Regions from separate parts of the Oryctolagus cuniculus genome. Here all the other regions are linked to region 1. A link is a contact called in public Hi-C data. All regions are on one chromosome and are shown on one strand. Each heading gives the region's core, a stretch centred on a gene start, on an enhancer-like site or on the middle of the called end of the contact. The rest is flanking DNA. Distances are from core to core; before and after follow the strand shown. Region 1 holds the start of PERP (p53 apoptosis effector related to PMP22). Region 2 has its middle 180 kb from the start of TNFAIP3. Region 3 holds the start of HEBP2 (heme binding protein 2).

Region 1 (4,979 bases), core at 1,369-3,868:
ATAAATATCTTTGGGGCCAGTGCTGTGGTGTAGTGGGTAAAGCTGCTTGCAGTACAGGCATCCTGTATGGGCATCGGTTCAAGAACCAGCTGCTCCACTTCTGATTTAGCTCTCTGCTGTGGCCTGGGAAAGCAGTAAGAGGATGGCCCAAGTGCCTGAGCGCCTGCACCCACATGGGAGACCTGGAGGAAGCTCCTGGCTCCTGGCTTCAGATTAGCTCAACTCTGATCATTTGGGGAGTGAACTAGCAGATGGAAGACCTCTCTCTCTCTCTGCCTCTGTCTCTCTGTAACTCTGCCTTTCAAATAAATAAATCTGTAAAAAAAATTATAGATCTGTGTGCTTTTGTTTGTAATGGTCAATACATGCTTTGATGAGCATGTAATTATCTCCAAACTCATAAAAATGTATATATTAAATGCTGATGTTTACCTTTTAACAATTGTTTGTTTCTATATATTTAAAAGGCAAAAAGATAGACACAGAGATCTTTCATCCATTGGGTCACTCCCCGGATGCCTGTTAACAGCCAGAGCGGGGCCAGACTGAAGCCAGGAACATGGAATCCAATTCAGGTCTCTATGAGAGTGGGAGACCCAAGCACTTAACTACCATCTGCTGCCGTTCAGGGTACACAGCTGGGATCGAAGCAGAGCTGGTACTGAACCCAGGCATCCTGACTGGGATGCAATCATGAAGGGAGTCTTAACCCTGCATCAAATACCTACCCTTAAACATGCCTTTAAAAAATCCATCTTTGCTTAAGAAAACAACTTAAGGTGCAATTTACCTTTACCAAGTCCTCGGCAATCCCTGTGTTATCCACCAGGGAGAGCCATCCAGCTTTCTACTCTTGATTATCATTTTACAAATAATGGCTGGGATACAAGATTGCATTGTCCGACATAACTCTGTAACTTGTGACTGGTATTGATTTATAGAATTGTCCCTTTATAAACACGCAATTTATCCTTTTCTACCATTAAAGTGAAAAACCTATGTGAAAATCTTTCATCTTTACGTTGTGGCTTGCTTATTACATGTAGGTACTCTCTTAGGCATGTTATACCCGTGTGAGTAAGCCCGATCTATGAAGAAACTATCATCTATCAGTGTTAAGTCACTTGTGGGACATCACACAGCTAATCGGAGAAGGCACCCGACCCTCTCCAATCCGGGTCCAGAGTCTGAATCACCTGTTAGGTACATATATGTTAGGCACACAACCAAGACCAGCGTGGACTCTTCCAGAAGTTCTAAAGAGCCACTTTCCTTGTGTCCACCCAGCACTGGTGCGCCGTGGCTTCAGCGGAACAAGAAAACAAGCTACATGTAGTGCAAAATTTTTTGGACATTAAGATACTTGTGCCTCTCTCGTTTGTTTCCAAAACCATTTTGCTTATGAGAACTTTGATTTGAAAGGTCATTTTTTCCCTCACAGATAAATCATAGCTAATTACGCAAACATTTGCATTGCTTTTGAAAGCCCTGAGAACACAAACATTACATTTACCCTCACAAGTCTACACCGTATGGGCCTCACTTTTCTCAGAACACAGCTTCCTGCCAGTCTATGCAACGAATTATTTACCGCTAATGAAAATACGGGAACTTGATTTATGTGCAACTTGATTGACACACAAGGGGGGCTACGGAAAAAGACTTCAAATGGCTTCAGCCCCTTTCTGGGTACCTTTATTTGTTCTCAAAATTGTCGGAGACCCACCCAGGACAAAATGGCCCAGTTTCCCTGGAGAAGGCGAAATGGAAAGGCAGAGGACTAAAGTTCGGACTTGCTTAAACTTCCCGCTTCTTTTACACCAAGCCGGAGGAAGACCCAAGGCATCCAGCAGCGCTCTCCAGAGATCCAGGGTAAGAAGGGACGCTCCTGGGACGTCTCCACGACTAGGCTGAGGCCACTGTGGCGCCCGCCGCCGAGAACTCGTTCTGCTGCTGCGGCTGGGCCACTCCCGGCTGCCGCCCCACCCGCTCGGCCACACCTGCGGGACGGAGGAAGCTACGGGGGTATCCGACAGGCGGGCTTGCTGACCTAGGGGTTTTATCTAGAGAAGCCAAAGGAGCCAATGGAGAGCGGCTGAAAGGGGGTCTGAGCAGGGACAGGGAGCAATGGGGGGGGGGGGAGGGCGGGGGGAGGCCACCTGCGGGGCTCCGGCGAGGGAAATCTGTCCGTTCACCCAAGTCGCTGAACCTCCTCTCTGGCCCAGGCTCGGAACTAGACACCGGGGACACACACAGCAATAAACATGGCGTCAAGACAGGCCCGTCACCCTGGAGCCAGGGTCCAGAGTGCCAAGGCGGGGCCCGGCAGGGAGCGCACGCCTCCGCCGGCCCGCGGGGCTCCAGGTCCAGCGGCCCGCAGCCTGCGTGCACCCTCGCCGCTGGGACAGCCGCCTCCACGCGCGTGAAACGCACACACGACCGCGCAGGTGTCCCGCGGCACGCAGCCGAAGCCCCGCGGCGCCTGGGGCAGGGTCCCCGGGCCCGCCACTGGCAAGCCGCCCCCGGCAGGGTTAAGCCGGCCGCCGGGTGTAACCCGAGCCGGGGGCCGGCCGGGCAGGTCCGGGCGGGCGCGCTCTGAGTCACCGGCCTCGAGGTGTGGCCGCGCGCCGCGCCCCGTGCGCCGCCTCCCCGCGGCCTCCTCTTCCCTTTTGTCGCGGTCCCCGCGCTCGCGGGCCACTCTCGGCCGCCGCCCGTGGCCCGCGCACTACCCCGCTCCGCTCCGCGCCGCGACCGTCCACGATGCTGCGCTGCGGCCTGGCCTGCGAACGCTGCAGGTGGATCCTGCCCCTGCTCCTGCTCAGCGCCATCGCCTTCGACATCATAGCGCTGGCCGGCCGCGGCTGGCTGCAGTCGAGCGACCATGGCCAGACGTCCTCGCTCTGGTGGAAATGCCTGGGCGAGGGCGGCGGCAGCGGGTCCTACGAGGAAGGATGCCAGAGCCTCATGGAGTACGGTGAGTTCCCGCCGCCGCCTCCGGGAAGTCCTCGGGACTGCGGCCTGCGCGGGAAAGGTTTTATGCGGTCCGGGCTAGTGGCTACCGTTTTTCTTTTCTTCTTTTCTTTCCTTTTTTTTTTCTTTTTCTTTTCTTTTTTTTTTTTTTTAAGTCTATTTAGACTTAAGGCTCCTGCTTTCGACCTGAACCAAAAGCCACTTTGGGTGACCCAAAACAGTCGCAACTACGAAGAAAATGGCCCTAATTCAAATCTTGGGAGTTATGGGTTTCAGCCACTAGGAAGGCTTAGATGAGTACGCCTAAGGAACAAAGTATATTTTCTTGGAGACCTGTTGAATCTTCTTGTCTTCCTTCTCCCTTGGTTCTCCTTAGTATTAAAATCCAAGTATTAAAATCATGTCCCCTGCCTGATGCCGGTGGGTCCTTGTAACTTGATCTTACCCAAAGAAATATTTCCCATTGGAAAACAAAAGCCCTTGCAGGCGAAGCTCCAGCACCTGGGATTGCCGTGGACTCCTGGGCGTTCCACGCACCGCACCCGGCCAGTTCCTGTTAGCGCTTGCTCCGAGGAGCGCCCTGCGGCTTCAGCACAGCCCTTTAGAAACTGTTTCTGTTAACCGGATTGGGAAAGCGAAGTGGGGCAGAGTCACTGAGCGGCCAGCGTGGGTCCCTGCGGATGGAGTGCGGTGGCTTGCAGGCTGGAGCAGGCCTGGGTGCTTGACCCAGTGTCCGCGCAGGGGGCGGTCCCCCGCCGTGGGCTCCTGCCCCTGCCCGGGGTGGGCCCGAGTCAGCGGGTGTACAGTGTGAGTGTCCACGCAAATGGACCCCGCGGGGAAAAGCAGCAGCAAATCCCCAATGCCTATGGGGCTTTCGCCGGCCGAGTAAACAGCATTAAAGCAGGCGCCCTTTGTTCACTAGTTGCTGTCGGATTTTCTTTCCCGAAGTGGCGGGGGGCTTCCTTCTCAATCCTGTTCTGCCTGTGGCTCTGGGGCCCTGTGCCAGCCGCGGGGTGGGTTTGATCGCTTGTGGAGTTGTAGGGGTGTTCCCTGGATGAACCCCTTCCTCGTCAGGCCGGTCACGACAGGCAAAAGGCCCAGAAGTGCCTGAGCTTTTCTCTCCTGAAAACGCACGGGCCCTGCACCTGCCACGGTCTGCGTTACCCCCCAGTCTCTCCAATGTTCACGGGGAGTTGATTTGGGATGAGCTGACTGTGTCTTTGAGTTAAAATGCACAGGGACCCAGGCTGTTGGGGGGAGACGCAACAGCTCGTTTGTTTTGAACAAACCTAGCTCCCTGCTGCGAGGACCCAGAGGACGCTGTGCAGGGCTCTCCCCAGAACGCAGGCAGCCGGCCCAGCCACCACCCGCACTCTTGCCGGGTCGGCGCTGGCCGGCACCGCAGCCCTCTTGTGAAACGCACACAAAGCCCTGCTCAGTGGCTTCCATTTGGAGGGTGAGCTCACCTTTCTAGGGTGCGGCCGCTCCAGCCTCACACCCATTAGCTGGTGCTGTGTCTGTGGAGTAAGTAGGCTTTGTTGCTCGCTTTGATTTTTTAATCAGATAAAGTCTACAGCATGGACTTTTCCTGTTGTACAGAAAAGGCAGATCTAGTGTGCTTTGTCTCAGTTGGATACAGCAATTGGCCTGGCTTTTGGGCAAAGCTGCGTTTTCCAAGTAAATCTGGAAAAATCTGTCCTGTCTTTAGAGTGCCGGCCTGACCGATTTTAGAACTGGCTTTAGAACTCAGTTTCCTTACTCCTGTTACCTTTGCGAGGATGGTTACAATGCAGGGCCTATCATCAGATCCCAAACCCAGGGTCTGGGAGCCGGCGTGGGGCCCGCCTCCTGCCAGTGTAGCCAGCTGGGCGCAGAAGCTCTCATTAATTCTCGCCCATCTCCTGCAGGCGCTGGCTCCGCCTGGGAAGTGGAGCCACCGTGTCTTCCTACAGGTGTGGGGTGACGGTCCCGGCTTCTCTGAACTCACAGATTCTCAGATAGCTGAAGTA
Region 2 (4,979 bases), core at 1,644-4,143, 390 kb after region 1:
ACACAAAATATGAATTCATAGAAATGTGAATCTCATCCATCCCAGGTGTTGTCTTCTAAAACAGAATTGAAAATTCCCAAATGATACCACCAATGCTCATGAGAGCCTTCTAACAGATCACAACATTCGCTCATTTGTTTTCTTAACTGTCAGTCTCACACCAACTAGAATAGAAGGGCCAGGAACACTGGACTTCTCACCTGCTGTCATGGCTAAGTCGGCACCTAGACGTGTGCTTGGCACAAAGTCCATAATTGTTACAAAAAAAAAAATGAGTGAAATTTAAGAACCATGAGGATTGAATCAAGGGACGAATTGCACTAGAATAAGGGAGGGGAACAGTGGCTTGGAACAGGGAAGGAAGATGAAAGTGAGGGCTGAATTCCATGTGGCCTTGGCCTTGCTGGATACCTGTCCTGCTCCAAGCCCATGGGTATGGAAGTGGTTGGAACGTTCACGTGGAAATGCTGCAGACTGCCTCTTCTTCTGGAAATGGGCTCTCTGGGGCTGTTGTTCTGCCCACTTTACCTACAGTCCAATACATTGTAAGGATACACGTTGAAGTATGCGCTTAGTGGATAAATACCCTGTCGAAGTTTTCCTTGCACTCGAAAGTGTTCGTGAAGACTGACGCTTGAATGACTTCAGGTATTTCCCCTGATGGGACTGGGCTTCATTCAGCCCGGAATAGAACTGGGCGAGAGGTTGCAGCCTGGGAGACCAGGAAGTTCCAGGCTTTGCACCTTGTCTCAGTCAGCTCAGCAAAATGCCACGGACTGCGTGGGTTAACCAACAGCAATTTATTTCTCACAGTTCTAGATGCTGGGAACATGAAGATCCCAGATACATTTATCTTTATCTATAGAGATAAGTGTGATTCCTGGTGAGGAACCTGGCTTGCCAACAAAAACCTTCTTGGGATGGCCTCTGCATTACAAAATAAAGCCCTGGATATCCAAAAAAAAAAAAAAAAAAAAAAAAAAAAAAAAAAAAAAAAAGAAGAAGAAGAAGAAGAAGAAAAAGAAAGAAAGAAAAACCAAACAAACCAAAAAACACCTTCTTGCAGGGCCTTCTTAGTGAGGGGTGTGGGGGAGTGCAGAGTGCATGTCCTTCACTTCCAAGGCCACGAGTGCTTCAGGATTGGGACCTCATTCAACTGCAGGTACCTCCTACAGACCCTGACTCCAAACTCAGTCACACTGGGCTTCCACAGATGAATTTTTGAGGTGGGTGGGGGGACATAATTCAATCCATAGCATGTCTGGTTTCTTCCTAGTACAGTATCTTTTTAATATATTCTTTAAAAATATTATTGTCTTTTAAAAATTTTTATACATTTCTTATAAGATCCACATTTTAATCCTTTCCTACTCATGGCTCACTTATTTAATTTGCCTTAACAGCTCCTCTAGGCACTGGGGATATATATTTTTTCCAAACCACAATTTAGAACACAGGACATTGTGAGTATGGGTGTGCTTATCGAAGAACAGGGCAAAATTCCAGAAACTGGGATTATCTTAGAAAATCTGGAAGTACCAAAATGATGATGATGAATAATCTAATTTTCCATATTTGTACAGCAGGGGTTAAGGATACCTTTAGTTCAGTTTGTGGCTCGATATCACTCATACCCATCAAAAATTTTCTTTGTTCAATTAGACTTTGCAATGATGGGGGAGCCTATTGGTACTGGCCTGCAGTAAATACAAAGTTGAAAGTAGGCATAGCCCTCCACAACAGAATTCTGCATGTTCACTTTGGTCATATCTCAAAGCAAGAAATTTTACCTTTGGATCTTGTACACTGAGATGCAATTTCTCCTCTATCCTGTCCTAGCCTATCTTATCCTTTGCCATCCCATTCTTTGATATAATGCCTGCTACGACCTACAAAGCTGATTTCCAAACTAATTGGACCTTCAAACTTAATTGTGACCTGCAGTTTGAAAGCAACAGTTCTAATGGACCAAGTCCAGTAAACTTCAGTTTGTTTTCTGTTACTATTTTGGTTAAAGTGAAGGAGGTTTTGCTTATTTATTTCTGTTCCGTAAATACTTATAGATACCAGCCTAGTATCTATGGAAAATAATTTTATTTCCTTAGAAATGTATCTGCTGAAGTTTCTCCAGCCACAGAGCAGAGATGTTCAGAACTGGAAGGAGCTGCAGTGGTTAGATCACAATGTATCTCTCAACAGCATCCTTGTTCGAGTTCTTGGTGTTTGGGCATAGTGTCCCTGAATAAAAATGTTTAAAAATTGCTTTCCTTGTTTTTAAAACTCTTCTGAGCATAACTGGTTTCTACTTGTTCTCCCTTGCAAGACTCACTGTATGATTTATATTTTATTTTGTCTTGTTTTTAGTTTCCTGGCTATTTTTTCCAGGTCATAGTATCAGTTGATTTGGTGATTGTAGCTTGAGATCACCAAGAGGCTTAGTATAGAGAAGGAAGGGCTATCCGCGATTTTATTATACACTCAAATTGCTGTATGATGACCGAAGAGTTTCAAAAGGGCCGAAGAGCCCAATGGTGGGGTTGAAACTGCCAAGAGGGGAAGATGGATCATGTGCTGCCATCTATTGGTAGTGCTATGAAACAGCAGTGATTAAGCTTTGGCAGCTTTTCAATCTCACTCATCGGCTTTAAAAATGTATGATTTTGAGGGAACTAAAGTTCACTTCACCTGTCCTCCAAAACTGTTCCCCAAGCAGCCTTGCATCCCAGTGAAGGATCCCGTGGATGGGAATGACCGATCTCTAACCCTAGTGGAGTTGTCTGTAAAGTAGACCAAAGGGAGAGGGGAATTCCCACACTTCCCATTACTGTCCAACCCGACGCACTTCCCCTTTAGGATGGTCTGGGAGAAGGAGAGACTGTCTGCCCATCAGAGAGATTCCAAAGAACATGCTGTTCTCATCTTTCAGCTCTCTCCCATTCCTTCCCCGGCCTCTGGGATTACCACGTGTCACGTGAGCAGGGTAGCTTTGAAACAGAACTACACAGTGCCCCCCCCCCCCCGCCGCCCCTTTGAAGCTTGTTGATTCTAAATGCAGCTCCATTGTGAACCTTCCTTTGGGTTTGTTTATTACTCAAGGAAACTGAGCATCAAGGACAGAGCACTTCCATTTTTAAAGGATTCCTGTTCATTTTCTTGATGAGTACATATTTATGCTGAAAAAGTGATCATTTTTACAGATCACAATTCAATGCAGTTTAATTGTGCTCATCATTATGTAATTATAAGCTTTATTTATTAATTTATAAGGCATCATAATAGTGGAATGAACAACCATAGTTCTAGCTGCATTCACACACACACACACACACACACACACACACAATCTTCAAAAAGTTCATGGAAATGTGTTGAATTGCAAGTTTATTGCACCCAAAATGACCTCATTTAATTCCATTTTCCACAAATTTTTGAAGTTCCTTGCATATATAATATATATATATGTACATATACATACATGTATAATACATAAAATAATATGTACATGTGTATTATATATATATACTGAGTTCTCTACTGGGTGCTCAGATGTACCCATCAACAAAGCTGGCTTAAATCTCTGCCCTTAGGAGCATGCATTCTAATGGGGGCAAATAAACAAATGAAGCCCAATATAGAGCAAGACTGGGAAAAATAACGCCTGTGATGGGGAAAAGGCTTCAAAGAACAGAAGTGGGGAACATAGGTGAAGGAGTTTGTTGTAACTTTAGGTTCAGGGACTGCTTTGTTGAGAAGTAGGATTGGAGTGGATACTTGTAGCTGGTGAAGGAATTAGCTGTGTGGGTATGCAGAGGGAGTATTCCAGGCACAGGCAGCAAACCAGTGTCCTGGATGCAGATGGGAGGTAGTGAAAAGGAGGTGGGATTGGTAGTGCCCATTGCAAGGTTTTAAACAAGGAAGAAATGAGATCCGCCATAGCTTTCTAAATTAAAAAAATCCATTTTATTTAAAAGGCAGAGAGAAAGATGGAGGAAGTTCTTTCAATCACTGCTTCAACTCCTCAATGCCTGGAACTCAGTCTGGGTCTCCCATGTGGGTGGTAGGGATCCAGGTATTTGAGCCATCACCTGCTGCGGTAGCAGGAAGCTGGGTTGGACTTGAATCAGGCACTCTGATAGGGATGTGAGCATCCGAAGCTGCCACTTAACCATGGCACCGAATTCTCTCTCCTTCCTGGCTTTTAAAAGAACTATGCTAGCTGTGAAGTGGAGGATAGCGCACAGGGAGTGAGGACCGGGGCCAGCCAGGTCAGGATCGCAGGGGCTTGCCCCAGTTCACCAGGCAAGGTCATGAGGAATGACTGGATTCGGTGTATAATTCGAAGACAGAGTCAGCAACACTGAAAGACAGGTCACTAAGAAACGCCAGCAGGAGCAGAGAGCAAGATGACCGAGGCTTTTGGCCTGAGCACCCGAAGACCAAGCAGATATCCACAGTTATAAAAGACAGCACCGAGCATTTGGATGGACAGAAAAATTTAGCAACTTCTCGCAGTCCCATCAGAGGAGCTCTGTGCCTGGATGCACAGCCTTATATGGCCACAATCAGGAGACTAAGTGAACAGCTGTTTGGTCTGAGATGTAATTCCTTTCTCATGGGGTGGCTCCCTCTTCTCCTGTGGCTACCAGAAACCCCTTCCGAGGGGGTAATCTCAGAGCATGTATTTATGATTTGGTGATAGCTGTGTGGTTATTTGCTTAATTACTATTTCCTCTACAAGACTCCAAGTGCCACGTCTCTGCTTTCGTTGATACAGCCACCTGCTAGGCTGACCCAGCTTGTGATGGGTGTCTACTGCACACGAGGTAAAGAAGCAACGAAGTTGAGTAAGACTTCAGGGCCCTGCCAGAAACCCTCAGGAGCTCGTCAGGTTTGATCCTTTCACTCTGTCTGCTTACTGGGGGCTTCTTTAACCACGTACAACACTTTGGGTCAAGGATTCTTATATGATAAACCCAAGA
Region 3 (4,979 bases), core at 709-3,208, 290 kb before region 1:
GGGGAGCGTTGTCTGGGAAACAGAAAGGGGCCCTCAGACACTGAAACTGCCAGCACCTGGAACTTGTCTCCCAGCATCCAGGACTGTGAGAAATACAATGTACAAATACATTGTATTCCATAAGCTACCCAGTCTATGGTATGTTGCTATAGCAGCCCATCCCCCCCCCCCCCAACACAACTAAGGCAGGTACCATATACTGTGCTTTACGGTGTTTCTGTTTGGATCTTATTGGACTGCAGGTAAAGGCCCTCTTCCATTCTGGGGAGTATGTAATTTGCACTGTGTCTTCTACGTGGAAAAGATGGTGTGCGTTTTTTTATGAAATGAACTGATTACACCTTGCGGCAGACTTGAGTGACATACAAGCCAGAAGGAGAAGACCATGCAACTCATCAGACCTGCTTTGACGGAAGGGTGGAAAGCCTTCTGAGACTGCACGGGCGCTGTATTGGTGAGCGCATGCACCTAAAGCTAGCAGTCAGTTGAGCTATAAATTATCCAGCGCTCACCGTACAAACACGGTCATTCCGGCTCTGTCCTCAATGAAGACACCCGACTCCGAAGGCCTGGGCGGGTCAGATTGCTGTTCCGAAGGGAGGTACAGGGAAGTGGTCACGGTCGCCTCACTGAACGGACCTGAGCCAGGCTCCACGTAGCTGGTCACTGGCGCTGTCATCTTTATTTTCATCTCTGCACCACAAAAATAAAGCAAATCTGGAGGACTAAGGACACTTAAAAAAATGAGCCTTTTTTTTTTTGAAAAAAGAAATAATCTGAGTTTCTTGATTAACTTTGCACAAACCACAAAAGTATTTTCCCTTGAAGATAATATTCACTGTAAGAAAAATAATGCCAAAATCAGTCAACTATTCCTGCAATAAACACTTTCTAATTATTGTTTTTGGTGACTATATTCTACATTTTTTTTAGAGAGAAAGGGGGAAACCGGCGATTAGCAATCTAGTCAATTAGTTTTTCTGTACAATTCAGACAATTAGGTTCAGGAGAAGTTTTAAAGACAAACAGTGGCAGAGGCAGAGCCCAAAATTATGACGTGGCAGCCTGTGCTAAGGGTCTCGAGAAAGTCCTGGTTGGAAAAACTCAACTTTGATGGTCGGGCTATTTTTTTCTGTTAGTGTATTTCTTTAATTAGCGAAAACACAGTGGTAGGTGCAATAGGTAAAAATCAGAAGGGGAACCGCCCTTACCTCTCTCGTTGTTGCCCTGAAGGTAACTGCTGAGTTTGGTAAAGCCAGTTTGGACGGCCGCGTCCCAGTCCATGGACTCGACGCTCGTGCTGACCCACTTGGCCGGTCCATAGTGTCGGATCTCGTAATTTCCGGGCTAAAAGGGACGGAGACAACTTCCAGAAGCAGGCCTGAAAAGTCCGCAGTACCGGTCTTGCAGCCTCGCTCTACCCGGAAAGGACCGGCCTAGCTGGCCCAGCCAGGTGTGCCTGAGCACTCGAGCCCACTCTATGTCACATTAACAACCCCAGCTCAGCCCGAGGGTCGCACCGCGGCGCCTCTCCCGCAAAGGCAAGAAATGCAGCAGCGGTGGCCCCCAGCTGGGGAGGGGCGGCGCCCACCCACGAGCGAACTGCGCAGTGCTCCGAGCGTCTCAAAAGCGACTTTTGACTTCATCCCGGCTCCATTGCAAGCCACCCCGAAGGCGGGCCCGCGCCCCCCGCCCACCCGGCCCGCGGGCGGCGCCTACCTGGGGGCCCGCGTCCTCCGGGGCCGTCCACACCGGCGTCTCCAGGTCTTGGGCTGTCGCATCCTCGGGTGTCCCGGGATCTGGCTCCAGCACCTCGGCCATGGGCGGCGCCGACGCTCGGGGTGGGGGTGGCGGACAGAGCCTGGTCAGCTGCGCCGCCGCCGCAGGGCCACTCGGGCCGCTCGCCTGCGTGTGCGCGCCGGGCCAGCAGAGGCCCGCAGTCCCCGCCCCGCCGACGCGCACCCTCCGCCCGCACTGCGTGGACACCCGCGCCCGCGGCACTCGCTTGGTTCGAGCCGCCAGGAGGCGCCGCGAGCGCGAGGGACCAGGTCCCGGTCCCAGCTCCGCCGCGGGCCGCACTCACTGCCTGGTCCCCTGTGCAGGTGAGCAGGAGCCCAGCCCGGCACCGACGGCAGGGTCCGTTGTGACCCATCTTTTGGGGGTCCCAGCCTCCGCTGCCACCCTTGTTTGTAAATGAACCGAGTCGCAGAAGTTTGCAGCTTGGGCAGCCCGGGGCCGAGGAGGGCTGAGCAGGGGCCGGTGCTGGAGGCCCTGCGGGTCATGGCCTCACCCCCGCCAGCCCCTCGAGGTGTGGCCTGCGCTGACCGGCTGAGGCGCTCCCGCCACTGGGCTGGGGCTGCCCCTGTGCGATGTCCTGGACGCCAGCCCCTACTCGCCGCACCTGGAAGGTGGCTTAGGGACCAAGCGGAGGGGAGCAGGCCACAGAGCATCTCGAACCGTCCTGTGCGTCATCTTTCCCCAGAGGTGTCCCCAGACCCTCAGAGTCATCTCATCAGACCTAGCAGTCCAGGGGTTGCGGAGGCCAGACCCTAGTGCTTTTTAAACATTTTTGATGAGACGCAGCCTTTAAGAGATGTATTGAAATGTAAAACACATACGATACAATTCACCTATTCTTGTACTGGTCAGTGGCTTTTCATGTATTTCTGGACTTGAGCAATCATCCCTGTTTCGGAACATTTTTGTCACCCCGCCCCTTGAAGAAACTCCATACCTTTGGCCACTGCTTCCTAATTTATCAACCCCCAGCCCTAGGCAGGGACTATTTTGCTGTCTACAAGTTTACAGGACATTCTTGTCAGTGGAATCATGACAGCAAGTGATTCATTGTGACTTCCTTCCATCCCTGAGCAAAAATGTTTTCAAACTTCAGCTGTGTTACAGCTCACAATCACTCCTCCATTCCTCTTTAGTTTTCCTTTTCATTTAGTTGGAAGACAGAGAGATGCGTAGAGAGCAAGACAGATGCAGAGTCAGCTCCCAGCCACTGGTCCACTCCTCGAATGCCCACAGCAGCCAGGGCCTTGCCAGGCTGAACCTAGGAGAGTGTCCCACATGGGTGGCAGGGATTCAAGGGCTAGGACCGACACCTGCCACCTCCTGGGGCACACAGCAGCAGAAAATGGGAATCCAAAGCTGAGCCAGGACTAGAACCCAGGCCCTCCCACAGGATGTGACATGCCCATGTGGGAGCTTGGGAGCAGGACCTTAACCATGTGCCACATGACCTAGTGCTTTTTTAATTAATTTTTAAATGTATATAAATGGGACAAATTTCATGTATCTCATACATACAGTTTTAAGAACATAATGACACTTTCTACTGCAACCTCACTCCCACCCTTCCTCCTATTTCCTTTCTTATTTTTCTTTTAATTTTTGTGATAATAATTTTTTTTGTTTGAGAACAAGTTTCTTCATTAATTATAGAAACACCTAAGGAAACAAGCAATGGTGTTGGGCACTTAGGCTTGTCTAAAACTTATGTGACATAAGAATATCCTCCACTTAATACGCTAAAGCAAAGTAAATCTTTGAGAACAAGTTTTACTATTAACTCTCATAATACAACTCATTGAAGATAGAGTTCCTGCATGGGAAGTTAGTGCACAGTGACTCCTGTTGTTAACAACACTCTTGCGTTTGACATCAGTGATCACCCGAGGCTCTCAACATGATCTGCCTAGGCTATGGAAGCCTTTTGAATCCACAAACTCCCTCAGTATTTAGACAAGGCCATAAGCAGAGTGGAAGTTCTCTCCTCCCTTCAGAGAAAAGTACCTCCTTCTTTGATGACTACTTCTTTCCACTGGGGTCTCAACCACAGAGGTCCTTTGTGTAGAACACTTTTTGCCACAGTGTCTTGGTTTTCCATGCCCAGAATGCTCTTGTGGGCTTTTCAGCCAGACCAAAATGCCTTAAGGGCTGATTTCTGAGGTCAGAGTGCTACTTTAGGCAATTGTCATTCTATGAGACACTGTGTGGACTGCTTCCCATGTTGAAGCATTCACTTCTTTTTAATTCTATCTATTATTATTACCAAACACTTAATCCAATTGTAGGATTGCTTTAATACTTAATCCTGTCCCTATGATCATTTTAACACTTAAATTGCTTCTCTCCTGCCCCCCTTCACTTATGGGGATTTGGTGTCCCATGGCAAGTTTTTGAACTGTATCCTTAGAAGTAAGTCCATAAGAATGTATGCAGAACTATACATTTTTATAGTTACAAACTTCATGCATTTTATAATTACAACTTTATGACCTAGTGCTTTTAAAGCAACGGGCACCCATGTTTTCCTTGCTCCTCTCTGTGCCAACAGCTGTGCAATGGCCTGAGGACACATGACACTTTCTAAGTGCTTACATTCAATTTATTGTTATGCAGAACGAAGCTTGAATTATTTAGTGAAGACTCAATAATTCATGTTGGCTTATTTTTTTAAAGCATATTTTAACTGTGTGATGGATGTGGTGTGCTGCTTAGGTGACTTTGCTAAGTTGAGAATGCAATTTGATTTTATTGCAGGTTTTTGTTAAGAGGCAAATAATTTGTTATTTGTTAAGAAGTCTGTTGTTGTTTTAATCAGCAGAGTAACTTTTACCATTGCCCATGCCCCTGGGTAGGGGGGAGAATTTTATCTATGGCAAAACTGAAGCTGAATTTGGAGCAAATCATTCTATAGCTGTAGAATATGCAATTAGAGGAGATAATAGTAGATTATTAGGCTGAATTATCTGTATTTAAAGATGGTAATTAGTAACATAAAAGAACAGAAAGAAAGAAAATGACTTATTTCCAAATAATGGGCTTTCACTTAGAATAAGCTTAATAAAATTCAGAAGGTTCAAGTTCTACACCAATATTTTGAGACAATCAAGTTAGTTTCCTTGTTGCTAGGTTATGTTTGTATGGTTCTGTTAGCTGGTACTTAACCAATGTCTATGCGACACCAC

What was found. Hi-C and Micro-C count contacts between places; a contact is called where the count stands out from the background.
Region 2: a contact with region 1 is called in a Hi-C map of embryonic fibroblasts, with 4 times the contacts expected there. The contact joins the enhancer-like site here to the promoter of PERP in region 1. A contact is called at or near these places in 2 of 6 Hi-C or Micro-C datasets (embryonic fibroblasts and skin fibroblasts).
Region 3: a Hi-C map of an unstated tissue shows a contact between it and region 1, with 4 times the contacts expected there. The contact joins the promoter of HEBP2 here to the promoter of PERP in region 1. A contact is called at or near these places in 5 of 6 Hi-C or Micro-C datasets (ear pinna, embryonic fibroblasts, liver and 2 more).

Annotation. Positions count from the first base shown.
Region 1 is chr5:30,761,969-30,766,947 of mOryCun1.1, forward strand. PERP (p53 apoptosis effector related to PMP22) reads left to right here and starts at 2,619. Exons shown (of 3, transcript XM_002714845.5): 1 at 2,619-2,974. The coding sequence starts at 2,761.
Region 2 is chr5:31,153,093-31,158,071 of mOryCun1.1, forward strand. No RefSeq gene overlaps it. Among named protein-coding and RNA genes, the nearest start is that of TNFAIP3, 180 kb to the left of the region's middle. Within about 2 kb of position 2,894, at least 3 of the 8 cell types and tissues checked have an H3K27ac peak or open chromatin away from gene starts, as enhancers often do.
Region 3 is chr5:30,475,345-30,480,323 of mOryCun1.1, forward strand. HEBP2 (heme binding protein 2) reads right to left here and starts at 1,959. Exons shown (of 4, transcript XM_002714846.5): 1 at 1,720-1,959; 2 at 1,212-1,347; 3 at 513-693. The coding sequence starts at 1,821.